2 separate regions of the Danio rerio genome follow, and region 2 is linked to region 1. A link is a contact called in public HiChIP or PLAC-seq data. All regions are on one chromosome and are shown on one strand. The core of a region is the stretch at or near the end of the contact, and the rest is flanking DNA. Distances in the headings are between cores, read along the strand shown. Region 1 holds the start of htt (huntingtin). Region 2 holds the start of LOC797711.

Region 1 (6,835 bases), core at 1,510-4,009:
TAAAGATCGAGAGCAGAACACATGATAAAAGTAACAAATACCATTAAAAATTCAGGATTTATTATTTTTTTTGTTCTAAGGAACTAAAATGTCAGTTCTGGTTGCATGATGACTTTTATATATTTTATTTATTTATTTATTTATTTATTTATTTATTTATTTATTCATTTATTTATTTTAACATTATGTAATGTATACAAACAAATTACAGCTCTTTGTAAGCCCATTCTCCCCATAGGGGTTTTTGTCTTTCAATTCCTTTTTTTTTCTTGCAGTTCTCAATTCATGGCACAATTTATAAGGCATACATTTAAAAATTATGACATGTATTTCGTATTTATAGACTCTTTTTATTTTTGAGGAAACACAACTGAAAAGAAAATGGCAAATAATGAGTTTGTTTTTAATTGATTGATAATGTCTTGATTTTTATTATTATATTTGTCTTTTTTATTCTGTTGTGATAACAAGCTAGTGGCTCAACAATTGAATGTAACACATGTACTCTTCTAAGGATGTATGGCAGGATGGAGCAACTTTTCCTCGCATCTTTATTGTGCCTCTGCTGTGATGCTGTCATGGAATGTGAGCAGACACAGCTGTGCTGAGATTGGAGATCATAAACAGTCCAGATGAGCAGGTGAGTGTGGCTGCAAAATAACAATAATCTTTATTAAACAAATCGGCTTATTACCGAGATTCAAATAAAAAAATTAAAAATTGAATCCAAATTTAGGATTATGGCATTTATTTCTCTTCACCCACTATCACATGTGGGTTGCTACAGGAATTTGTGACTAATCTTCAAATGAGTCATGTATGGATTGGCCTCACTGGGAATGCCACTGAGGGAGTGTGGAAATGGGTGGATAACACTGAACCGATCCTAGAGTGAGAAAAAAAATACTATGTTTTGTTTTTGAAAGAGCAAATATTTCTCCAAAGTTAAAAAAAAAATGTTTATTTACAGTGTATATGCAGTATATATTTATCCAATTTGAAATTGTTTTTTTTCAGGTACTGGATAACAAGCAAGCCTTATAGTGTGGATGGATCTGAAGTTTGTGTGGAGATTAGGCCTGAGCAGCCAAGCCTAAAAAATTGGAATTACATTCAGTGTGAAGAATTTAAACATTATAACATTTGTGAATATGAATATTAAATGTTTATTTTATTTGAATCGCCTTACCATTGCTTGTGGCTGAGAAATATGAATTAGCAGACAAATGAATTGATCTAATTTCAATTAATTAATTAATTGCTTTTTTGCTTCCATTTTCTGTAATGTTCTCTAATATAGTTGTAAAAATTTGATTTCTGAAAATTCTAAAGACATTCACAATGTCAAGTTTTTAGATGATATATGAACATTCTTTAAAAAGTAATATATTACAGCGTTATTTTACAGTGTAGAAAGTTCAATAATCAGGTTATAAAAGATGCACTTTTTAAAGTATGTGACAGTACATTTCATGTTGATCAATACTCGAGATGCTCGCGGGCCAAAGTTGGCCCATGGTAATCTTTGATTTGACCTACCATCCCATCTGAGAATAGAGGAAACATGATGGGATGCTTTTGAGATTGTCCATTCAAATTTAATGCAACCCTTTGTTTGTTTGTTTGTCTTATTTTTAAAAGTTATTTTTGAACTCCACTGTGTTATAAATGCGATTGTTTGTTTGTTATTACAATAAGTTATCATTAAAAAAGTTATAACTGCATCAATACAATTAAGATAATAATTAATAATAATACTACTAATAAAATAATAAAAATTATAATATAATAATTAATAGAATTTAAAGAATTGTTTTATTTATTTTAAAATAAAGTGAAATAAGTTAGGAAATTACCCATGCCAACTTTAATGTAATATAGTTGGGTATTTACCTTTGGCCCACAGCTCTCAATGATATTTGGTTTTTGGCCCTTCATATGAACCAGTTTGGGCACCCCTGATCCACATGGTTGCACATATTTAAATCTGACATAACATTTATAATTACCAGCCATTAATTTAATATTATTAGAATATGTATTTTGTGTGATTTAAAAACAATATAATCTGTGTTAAAGCAACCTATAGTTTTATTTAATTTGTTTGTTTTGCTTGTTTAGATGTCTTCACAATTACAGTAAATGTATAAAGTGTATTAATTTTCCAGAAACTAGCTGTCCTTTTTACACGTACAATAGGGTATATTTGCCAATATATTTGTATACACAACAATAACACATGTTCGTTTCGTCAGAAATATTACATCAAATTTTAAATTATCAAAACAAACACAAAAAAAAGTTTAGTAATTGATCAAGAACATTATCAGTCGGTCTGGCGGAAGACTTGCATCACAATCAAGCTAAGCAAGCTGTAGATGCAGACATTCGCCATTGATTTTATTATGAATTAGAGGACTTCAATTTTGACAGGAGTTTTATTAACCCGGAAATACAGCAGAACAGTTGCTCTCCTAACCCAGCTTTAAGATGGCTTTCGGAACTGGACGTGCTATCAACTACCTTCAGAGCATATTGTTTGAACAATGGTCCTAATCGGATGGTGTGCGGAAATTAGACCGGACTTGAAGGGCTTTTGTCCTCCGTGAGGGGGTGTCCGTCTCGACGACACCGTCAGTTTCCCTTCGGCATTCTGCACAGCGCTCGTTACCAGTCTGTGACACTGGCTGTCGTTTTCAGTTTGTAAATATTACCCTATCTCCGATCAGATTATATCTTCATCACAGCTTCTGTTAAAATGGCCACCATGGAGAAGCTAATGAAAGCGTTTGAGTCGCTAAAATCATTCCAGCAGCAGCAAGGCCCGCTGTCGGCCGAGGAGCTCGTCCAGAAACAGTGAGTGCTGAACTGATGTTAATGCTGTTTAACGCTTTGTTGCAGTAATAGCCCTCTGCTTCATCATCATGATCATCATCTTCATAATTAGGGCGCTGACATCACTTGACACCGTGGCCATGCTAATGTTATTATCACAACATGCATAAGTGCAGTGTTGTCTTTTCATAAGGCTGACTATTGTTGTTGTTGTCTTGGGTTTTTAATCACATGATGCTCAACACCATAGATGTGTCACAGAGCCTTGTTAGATTCTGCGTCAGTGCTGAGATCAGACACTGCGCACTCCTCAAGAACTGGCTTCAGGACTTCTGATGTCCAAGAGTGTTGTGGTGTAAAACAATTACACTGAATGAATCTGTTTATTTGTGTTTGAATGCTGCCATCTTCTGAATTTTTATTCTGACTTCCCACAACTGCTTGTCTTCGTCTGTCACTAAACATCATTAGATAAACAATACTGTCATATATGACGTACAGCTCAAACACACACTCAAAAATAGTCTTTAGTATCCAAATATTGAAAATGTAAGATGTGTCATTGTGCCTTCCCTTTACTCATAAACATCTCATAAATATCTGCTTTGGCATGTTTACTTTGATGCCATATTAAAGTATAATATTTAAGGTTCGCAGAGCATTCCCAAAAATATAATGTATATTTATATTTTGGTCATGCACTGTGTTAAGGACAGATATTTGAACCACTATTATACATGTACGTCTATATGTACATTACCGGTTTTTTACATATAGACTTTGGGGTTCTTTTTATGTTTTTATTTTTTTTAATAAAATTATTCTGTTCATCATCAAATGTAAAAAAAAAATGTAAACACTTATTTAAATATTTATTTATTACTTGAAGTTTATTAAATGAAGTTATCACTCCAGTAATTATTGCTTTTTACAATAATAATTAATATTAGAGTGATTTCTGATTGATTATGGGACTATTGGAGTAATGAAGCTGAAAATTCATCTTTAATATCACAGAAATAAACTATTAAATTAAATGATACACTACTTTTGAACAGTTATTTCATAGTGCAGTAACATTTCACAATTTTCACTGTATTTTTGATGAATTATTAACCCCCCTGAATTATTAGCCCCCGTTTATTTTTTCCCCAATTTCTGTTTAACAGAGAGAAGATTTTTTGAACACATCTCTAAACATAATCGTTTTAATAACTCGTTTCTAATAACTGATTTATTTTATCTTTGTCATGATGACAGTAAATAATATTTGACTAGATATTTTTCAAGACACTTCTATACAGCTTAAAGTGATAGTAGTGTATGTATTCTTACCTGTGTGTGTGTGTGTGTGTGTGTGTGTGTGTGTGTGTGTGTGTGTGTGTGTGTGTGTGTGTCTGTCTGTGTGATTCTGAATGACAATGTAATTTGGACATTTGCACAAAAGTTATTTTAAACATGAAAGTTTTCGTCGCTTTGCTTGCATTTATTATTCTGCTTTGTGTATTTCAAATCATGTTTAATTATTGTAACTAAAATGGGTCTCAAAAAGTATTAGACGTTGTTTGAAAGTTTGGGATGCTGTGTAGTTTGTGAAATTGATTAAACCCTACTAAGTTGGATGTCACACTGCTTTGCTTAGTGCAGTAACCAAGGCAGCACCATTATTTCTGCTGTTCTATAGGCGAAACTGACTGGATTAACATTTTAATAAAGTATATGAATAATGTTCTAGTTTAGGATTAGTTTCTTTCAATCATTATTTAGTAAATATATTTTTAAAATGTCACCAATGTTACCTGTTCAGAACTAAAGTGGCGATGAGGTCTTAATAGAAAGATTCTAAAAAAAGTCTTAAAAGTATTAAATTTTACCCTTTGACTCCTGTATATACCCTGTTGTAGTCTATTTGATAATTTTATATATTGTAAATGAATGAATGAATTATGGAAATATTATATTGGATAATCCTACAGTACATATATTATTAATATAGATAATCCTAGCTAGGGCTGCACAATATATCGTTTCAGCATCGGTATTGCAATGTGATCATTACCAATAGTCACATCGCATGATATATGTAATGTTGAGTTTATGATATAATTGATCGTTTGCACGTGATTAATGATTTTAAAAACATTCAGGCATAAAAATTGTACCATTTGTGACTTTAACAATGATTTATTTTATTGAGTTATTTTTGTTTTTATCATTCAGTTACTGTACTTAAATACTATTAGACTCAAGGAAACGATAAAACACTTTATTTTTGTTCTATCTTTTTAAAAATTGTATTTATATATTGTTATGCATGAAAATAACAACATATGCAAATACACAATTGTACCGCTAATAGCACAGCCCACAGTGAAAATGTGTTGGGGGACCCCAAAAGTCTATAGATTGTTTATTAGATTTTATGAAGATGCAAATAGTAAACACAAATTCATCAATTTCTGACAAAACACGTACATGCAAATACAGAAAAACATTGCAAATAGCTCAGACCACAATGAAAATGTATTGTCTATTAGATTTTATGGAGATGCACTCTCAAAGCAGAATCATCCCAATCAATCTAACATGATAAATCCTTTCCAAATATAGATATTACGTCATCTGGTGAAATTGTATTCTTATCACAGTACATCACAAAGTAAAAAAAAAAAAAAAAAAAATTTATATATATATATATATATATATATATATATATATATATATATATATATATATATATATATATATATATATATATATATATATATATATATATATCGCAATTCTAGATTTTTCCAATAACGTGCAGCCCTAATCCTAGCAAGTTTTCATCTATTGATTTGTCCACGCACAATCATGCTGAATGTCTTGAAATTACAGTATTTTGAATAGTAAATGTATTGAATGCAAAAGCCAGCTAGATTTTAAGTTGAATAAATATTTGAGGATTTATGACTCGTGGTCAGAGTACAGTCTTTATCGAGTGATAATGTGAAATTGCAGTTTTAATAAAAATAAAATCGAATAGTCTAGCCAGCATCTCACATTTGATTTAAAGTAGAAATATGTTAAAATGTTCATTTAAAGTAGGCATGTCACAATATCAAATTTTTGTTGTGATATATTGCACCAAAATATAGTGTGATTAACGAAATTATTGTCATTTTAAGACCATTTTATGTCACTCATTATAAGGGATGGCGCGGGATAAGATTCTGACGGTATGATAACCTTGGTTAAAAATCTCACAATATTGTAATTATTTCTCTAAAATATGTTTTTTTTTTAAATGTCTGGGTAAAAACAACTTTTTTCCCCCTATTGAACACAATATTTTTTATTATAAAAAACATTTCAAATATTTTTGAACAGTAACTATTAATGTGGAGGGTCTCTTTCTGCTGGAGATACTGTTGCTGATACTGTAAAAACACATACACAACCCCCCACCCCCAAACAAACAACAAAACAAAATATACCGTTAGAACAGTATAACAGCAAATGTTGACAGTTTTAAAACCTTGACTTTTCTAAACCAGTGATCGACTCATGCCTACACATTATATAAGGCCAGAATGACAATATACTATAATATTGTCCAAATACGATGCAAGTGCATTCTTCCAAAGAACACATATTTTATTCTGAAGAGTATTTCATTTAATTATAGTCATTTTAGTAATTTAATGATTAGGCATTGGAATCAGAATGTGAAAATATAAATATATACAAAACAAATAAATAATATTGTGAATAAATGTAACAAAAAGTGCAAGGTAAAAAGCTACAGAAGCTGCAATATCTGCTATCAGATCTATTTTCAGTTGTCAGGCACCCACATGAAAATATACAGTAATTTATAGTAAATACTGTAGTGTTGTTTTTAACCATACTGACACCTCCAATAGAGATGGAGATGTTCCACAATCAGCTGAATTGTTGCTGAAATATATTTTTTATTGTACGGGCGATATATATTGCATCACTAAAAATGATGTCA
Region 2 (7,009 bases), core at 872-3,371, 390 kb before region 1:
CTGTCGATTGAGCAAACATCGAAGGCTAGGGGAGGGGTATAAATTGGGATAGAAAGAGTTTAAATGGAGAGATGAGGATGATGATGGTTGCACTGCTAAAGGGTGAACGTTTGGCATACAAGCGCTTGTTGATCAGCATCTCAAGCTCCCATGGGACGCATATTAGCCTGTGGTGGTGGGAGATATTCACCACTGAACGTCACTGTAGCTGTGATTACATCACCACCAGATTCATTGAGGTAACAAGTGTTTATGACACAGAAAAAGAGCGCTTTCAGGGATAACAAACACAAGAGTTTACCCTCGGCACTATGAGCCATCCTCACAACATTTCACACAAAATCAAGAGAGCAATGCTGACGACAACATCAGTCTGTTCGGCTAATGATATTGAAATGACTGAAAGATAGAATGAAGGTAAATTAGTTAGACCAAGTGTCACAAAATATGTATTTCTGATCCACAGTGTGATTAAATGGCTCCCCCTAGCAGTCTAGTGTCATCATTACAATCTCCACTCTATAATATTGATTCTTTTGAGCTTGAAGTGTGAATGAACAGCTCTATTCTGATCCATTGGCTGATATAATCAGCAAATGAATCCTTCAGACTCCATAAAACAGGAAGATTTGAGAATTTAATTCAGTAAGTGTCCCATTACGGGGCAAAAGAAAGTGTGACTCACGTAAATATGCCCCAACTACTCTTACCAATGGATGCAAACAGAGGCTCAGGATCTCATCAATGCGCAAATGGAGGAACTCTGACTCATCTATTTATGCCTGTGCGTTAGATCTCGCTAATGCTGTTTTGGCTATTATCCCATTGTGCCGTGCGTCTGGGGAGAGGGAGGGGGATTGCGCTGTGAGTGTTTTAGTCACACTGAACAACCAAAAACTACAAAGGCTGGAAGATGCATTTCAAATGGCAATAGCTATGAGGGCACACATGCTACGATGCTGAAGGGGAATGAAAATGTAGAGGAAGATGTGTGCTTATCTCCTCTGATCATTCGTCAGACTGCTCACGTTGTCACATGGTTGTGAAAATATGCTGAAGTTTGAAAAAACAAAATACCAAAGAGAGACTGACTCATCAAGAGACTCAACCAGGAGTGTGTGAGCAAACTTTTGAACCTACCTTCTAATCATCAACAACACACTTAAACAATCATAATTAATCTACAAGCTTACCTAGCTTTCCTGTTACAGGCCTGAAAAAACTGTTGCTCCATTGCCTACATGAATAAAAAACATGAATTACAAAGTTTAAAAGACCCTTTAAATAAACTAGTGAATTCACTTACATTTGAATATGAGTTTCATTAGAATCTCCTGTTGAACATGGCACCATTGGAACTCTGTAAAACAGACCTAATTATTAATTCACTCTTTATGTAGTTGTAAAATACTTCACTTAATTTGTCTAATGTATACTGGATCTGGTTTCATTTGTGAATTGTTGACTCCATGTCCTATACACTTGCCTTATGTTCAATACTGTCTGTGACTGTCTGCCTGAAAAAGAACAAAGCATAACATGCAGAGAATACAAACATCACTTCCTGCCACACACAGACAAGCAATATTCACACTGAAAGCAGCCTAAATGGTTTTGAACTTTGTACAATCTCTGACAAAAGTCTTGTTGCTTGTGTTCAAACTGACTTTACAAGAAATGGCTCGTTTTAATCCCAACAGCTTTTGTAATAATGTTTCAGTACAAAGTGAAACTGTCAAAAAGTATTCCAATATTCTGAGCGTGGTAAAGTCCATTGAGTGAGTTTTTGCAAAACCATGTGTTGCCGCCTTGTCATTAGAACTTCACCTGTAACTAATAATGAATAAATTAGGTCTTAGGTGTGTATAAAAAATACCCCAATACACTAGACCTCTGCAAACAAGCCTACGATTCACCTAGAGACAAAAGGGTTGGTTATCAAAAGGCAGACACCTTCAACATGTTTCAGCGTCAAGTACAGAGGATAACAAAAAGGATTTGAAGACTGGAGACGTTTTTGACTTGCCCAGGTCAGGCAGACCCCGCAAGAAAACTGCTCGAGAGAACCGTTTGTTGGCTCGAAAATCCAAGGCCAGCCCATTTTCCACAGCAGCAGAGCTCCACGGGACCTGGTCACCTGGAGTCCTTGTGTAAACAAACAGTTTGTCGAAATCGGTTTCAAAATGGCCTCCATGGCTGAATCAGTGGCCAGAAGCCAGCACTAAACAAAAGACAATTGAAAATACGTGTGGCATTTTTTTTTTTTTTATTTTTTTTTTTTGGCTTATTCTTGTTGCTTTGTTTGCTGAACTTTATTTTTCTTCTCTCTTATTGTTTCTTTTTTCTTCTACTCCTCCCCTTCCTTTTCTGTTTTTATTTTTTATTCTATTTTATTTATTTATTTTTATTATAAGTATTTTATTAATTTTTGTTTATTATCATTAGTTTATTTTCTCTTTTCCTCTATCTCCCCTTCAAACTTACTACTTACTACTATTATTATTTGTTATTATTATTATTATTATTATTATTACTTGTCCTCTCCCTGATTTTCCCATCCTTTTTCCCATCCTCCCCTCTCCTCGACACCTTTGTCATAAATGGTATTACTTTTATTTTTTGAAATCATTATTATTATTATTATTACTGTTCTGACTTGTCCTGTTATCTTTCCATTATCATTATTACAAGTATTTATACCATTATCATTATTAAGGTTGCAGTTGTTGTAGTAGTAGTAGTAGTAGTAGTTGTAGTTGAAGTAGTAGACAGTGTAATAGTATCGATTGTTATTGAGTAATTGTTACGGAGATTTTTGAAGTAGTAGTTCATGTAAGTAGTAGCAGAAGTAGTAATGGTGTGGTAGTTACAGTAGTAGTAGTAGTCGTTGTTGGTGTAGTAATATCAGTAGTAGATGTTGTTGATGTAGATGTAGTAGAAGTGATTGTAGTAGTAGTAGTAGTAGTGGTAATAGTAGTAGTAGTAGTAGTAGTAGTAGTAGTAGTAGTAGTAGTAGACGTTGTATTAGTTGTAGCAAACGCTATAGTAGTATCAGTAGTGGTAGTCGTTGTAGTAGTATCAGTATTAGTAGACATTGTAGTAGTAGTAGTCGTGGTTGTGGCTGTAGTAGAAGCAGTAGTAGTTGTAATATAAGTAACTTTTTGTAGTAGTAGTTTGTGTAGCACTTGTGATTTATTATTATTGTTGTCAGTTATTACTGTTGTCCTTTCTTTCTTTTTACTCTAATTTTTACTATCATACATTAATAAGCATTGTTGTTACTCCCTACCTCTGACTGGTTTCTTTCTATATGTTTTATCTATATCTGTGACACTTGCTTCATTTATTGACTGTTATTGTTCCTTATGTATGTACTCTGACCTGTCCACCAAGTTACCTTTACATGCATACACACACTCACACACACACACTCACGCACATACCAGTACATGACTATATTGTTGTTGTTTTTGTTTTGTTTTTGTTTCGTTGCTTTGTATTTGTTATTTGTTGACGTTTTCTTGTATTTGTATGATTTTTGCATATTCTAATAAAAAAAAAAAAAAAAAAAAAAAAAAAAAAAAAAAAAAAAAAGAAAATACGTGTGGCATTTGCCAAGGCGGAAGATTTTTTTTTTTTTTCAGATGAATCTTTTGTTGAATTACACCGGTTGCCGCAAATATTGAAGGAGACCTACTAGAGCAGGGGTGTCTAAACTCGGTCCTGGAGGGCCGGTGTCCTGCATAGTTTAGCTCCAACTTCCTCCAACACACCTACCTGGGACTCTAGTATACCTAGAAAGAGCTTGATTAGCTGGGTTAGGTGTGTTTAATTGGGGTTGGAACTAAAATATGCAGGACACTTGCCCTCCAGGACCGAGTTTGGACACCACTGTCCTAGAGTCTGCATGGATATAAGATTCACCTAAAAAAAGTACGTAAAACAAGGTCTAGAGTTACATCCAGTATGAGGGTGTGCGAGGGATCTGCAGGTTGCAAGTCAACATCAATAGTCTAAAATACCAGGAAATCTTAGCTACCTCTTATATTCTCAACCATAAAAGAGGGCAAATTCTGCAGCAGGATGGTGCTCCATCGCATACTTCCATCTCCACATCAAAGTTCCTCAAGGCGAAAAAGATCAAGATGCTCCAGGATTGGCCAGCCCAGTCACCAGACATGAACATCATTAAGGATGAAAGAGAATACATGGAAGAGGAAACCAAAGAATACTGATGAACTCTGGGAGGCATGCAAGACTGCTTTCTGTGCTATTCCTAATGACTCTATCAATAAATTGTATGAATTCTTGCCAAACCGCATGTATGCAGTCCTAAAAGCTTATGGAAGTCATTCAAAATATTAAATTTGGATCTCACAGCACCACAACCTAATGCACTGTTATATATTTTTTGCAGTAAATATGTTCAATTTCTGTAAAGGTGACAAAACTTTTGTCTTACTAAAATTTGACCTTTCTTTCTTGATTAAATGATACATCTTTTTTCAGTGAAACTAATTTATTTCAGTGCATCAAACATCATTTGAGAGAGGTTTAGCTTTTCATATGAGCGATTTCTAACTTCTAACATTTGGTTGATTAAAAGTCAGATTAATAGCAGGCGTTTGTACAAAATAGATAAGCGACAAGACTTTTGTCAGCGACTGTATACAAGCTTAGAAATTAAAGCATACAAAAGCTATCACTGGGGTGCATCTATTTTACCTAAAAAAGTACAAAAGTATACTTTTTGAAAAGATAACATTCCAGTGACCGCTTTCGTATCTTTACTTGCATCTTTTCTATTTAATTAACAGCACACATAACACATGAATTACACACAATAAAATAAAGCAAATCTTATCAATCAGAAAAACACAACGGTTTAAAAAAAATCATAAAGAGCAAGATATGAGAAAATCTATGAATATATTATTTCAATATTTAAATAAAATATTTAATTAAACTAAAGAAATAAGAACTTTTGGATTTATTTTCTTTAATGAAGCCAAACAGCAATGGACCAAAATAAGTGCACTGTTGTCTACTGGTTCACACAGATGACATTGTATTGTCTGAGCCAGAAAAAGCCTTCAGCGCTTCAAACCTGAGGATATAATCACATTAAACCAGATGTAAAATTGACATAATTTAACAGGCTTCCAGATTATTACATTAAACAAGCAAATAAAAAAATTACACCAATTATCTAAATCACTTAAGAATGAATTACACTTTGTTGTAACAAACATATGGCACCAGTTGAGCATCTTGATTTACCACTCGATTCTGGCTTGCTACTGATTTTTAATACTTCTCAGCCATAATAAGTACAGTCAAAGCCGACCAGCCAGTAAAAGGGTGACTTCCCTGCCCCCTTCCAGTGCTATCATTGTACTGTTCCCAAATGTATCCTGTTTCCAGATACTGCTTGTAAACATTATTCATGAGGTTAGTCCTGAGCTCTTGGTATAAGGTAGCTGCCTTTTCCTTGTATGGCCCTTCTATGCTGCCATAGTGATGCAGTGCTCTAACAGCCAGGTAGTTGATGTTGATCCAGATGGGTCCACGCCAGTAGGGGGCGTCATGTTCTGTGTTCCTCTTCATGTAGAGTGGATCTGCGCGGGACAGTGAGCGGAGGCCATATGGTGTCCAAAGGCGCTCTGGATCTTTAATGGCTTGCAATATATGCTCAATTTTTGGCGAGTCTGGTGTCAAAATATGTAGCAAGAATGGAAATAGGCTAACGTAGCCTAATGCATTCACATACTGCAGCTTAGGGGCTCTGCGGACAGAACGAACCAATCGAGCAACTGGGAACTGGTGCCGTGGTTGTCCAGGTGGCACAAACACTTTCTCCTGCTGAAGTGAGACTGCTTGGGTATGATTTCCGTAATCACTAAATGCGTGTAGATTCTCGGACCAGTGCAGCTCGTTCAACAGGTCGTTATTGCTCAGACTACGATGGGTGTTTTCATATACTTGGTGGGGCTCTCCAAGTATTCGTGCAACATTTGCCATGACACCAGAGGCTAAGGTCATCCAGCAATACAAGTCCACGTGCCTTTCATCAGCAGATGGGTGGGAAGCCCGTGGGTAGTCATCCAAGCCAGAGGTCAGCGTCTTGGGATTTAGGAAAAGATTGGTGTCTTTGTCCCTTCCTCGCCAACGGTAGGAGTTGGGAACAGGTCCAACTTGTGTGGTGTTAAACCACTCGAACCAAACCTGCAATCTAGGGTACAACTTTCTCAAGAAAGGAAGCATGGTCTGAGAGGACACTAACTCTGCATCAAGCTGCTCCAGCAGCTCCTGTAGGGCCAGGAAGAGCGTGGGAGGGTTTGCGTTTTCATTGTGCTGCACTATAAACTCAGATGGTACTTTGCTGCGTGCTTCATCATCCAAGATTTGCTCCCGTGGGATCCAGCCTTCTATGTTGATCAGATCGAGCCAGTGTGCAAAGACCTCCTGTGTTAACTGGGTGTCCCATTTGCTTAGGAGAAGCTGATGAAATCCTTCATCCCAAAGAAAGCCTCTTGGAAAGAAAGATCGCGATGGTACTGCTGTGAACAGCGGCCCCTCAGGGTAAAGCACGGGGTGTTCATTGTAAACCGACTGCACCACCGATGGTCCGAAAAAATATCCCATGCCACCAAGCATGTTGCTTAAAGCTGCCTTGGCAAATTTGATATGTGAAGATGTGAATCCTTTAGCTTGAAGACCAAACGTAGCCTCAAACTTCTCATCAAATGCCACCTTACGCTTCTCCAGTTCATCCGTGAGCACAGAGCCCACAAGCTGATTCGGTCGTTCACGGAAACTTCCGGATTCAAACAAGACTTCAATCTGAAAAGGTGTTTGAACAGTCACCTGATGCACGACAAAATCACTCTCCATCTTGGGATCGTTCTGTTGATTCTGGTGGTTAGTTACTTTGTAAGTATCCACAGCAAAATAAGACCTTTTTTCACCTTTGGGAGGACTGAAAATGAACTTGTGATTCAGGCTGTTC

What was found. HiChIP or PLAC-seq counts read pairs in DNA pulled down with a chosen protein or histone mark.
Region 2: a contact with region 1 is called in an H3K4me3 HiChIP or PLAC-seq map of embryo, with 4 times the contacts expected there. The contact joins the promoter of LOC797711 here to the promoter of htt in region 1. A contact is called at or near these places in 1 of 18 Hi-C or Micro-C datasets (caudal fin) and 1 of 4 datasets of contacts at active chromatin or transcription factors (embryo).

Annotation. Positions count from the first base shown.
Region 1 is chr1:44,460,278-44,467,112 of GRCz12tu, reverse strand. It overlaps htt (huntingtin), which reads left to right and starts at 2,759. Exons shown (of 67, transcript NM_131018.1): 1 at 2,759-2,856. The coding sequence starts at 2,759.
Region 2 is chr1:44,850,855-44,857,863 of GRCz12tu, reverse strand. LOC797711 reads right to left here and starts at 2,121. Exons shown (of 6, transcript XM_073953222.1): 1 at 1,487-2,121; 2 at 1,307-1,360; 3 at 1,194-1,237. It overlaps mogs (mannosyl-oligosaccharide glucosidase), which reads right to left. Exons shown (of 4, transcript NM_001080190.1): 4 at 4,983-7,009. The coding sequence ends at 5,308.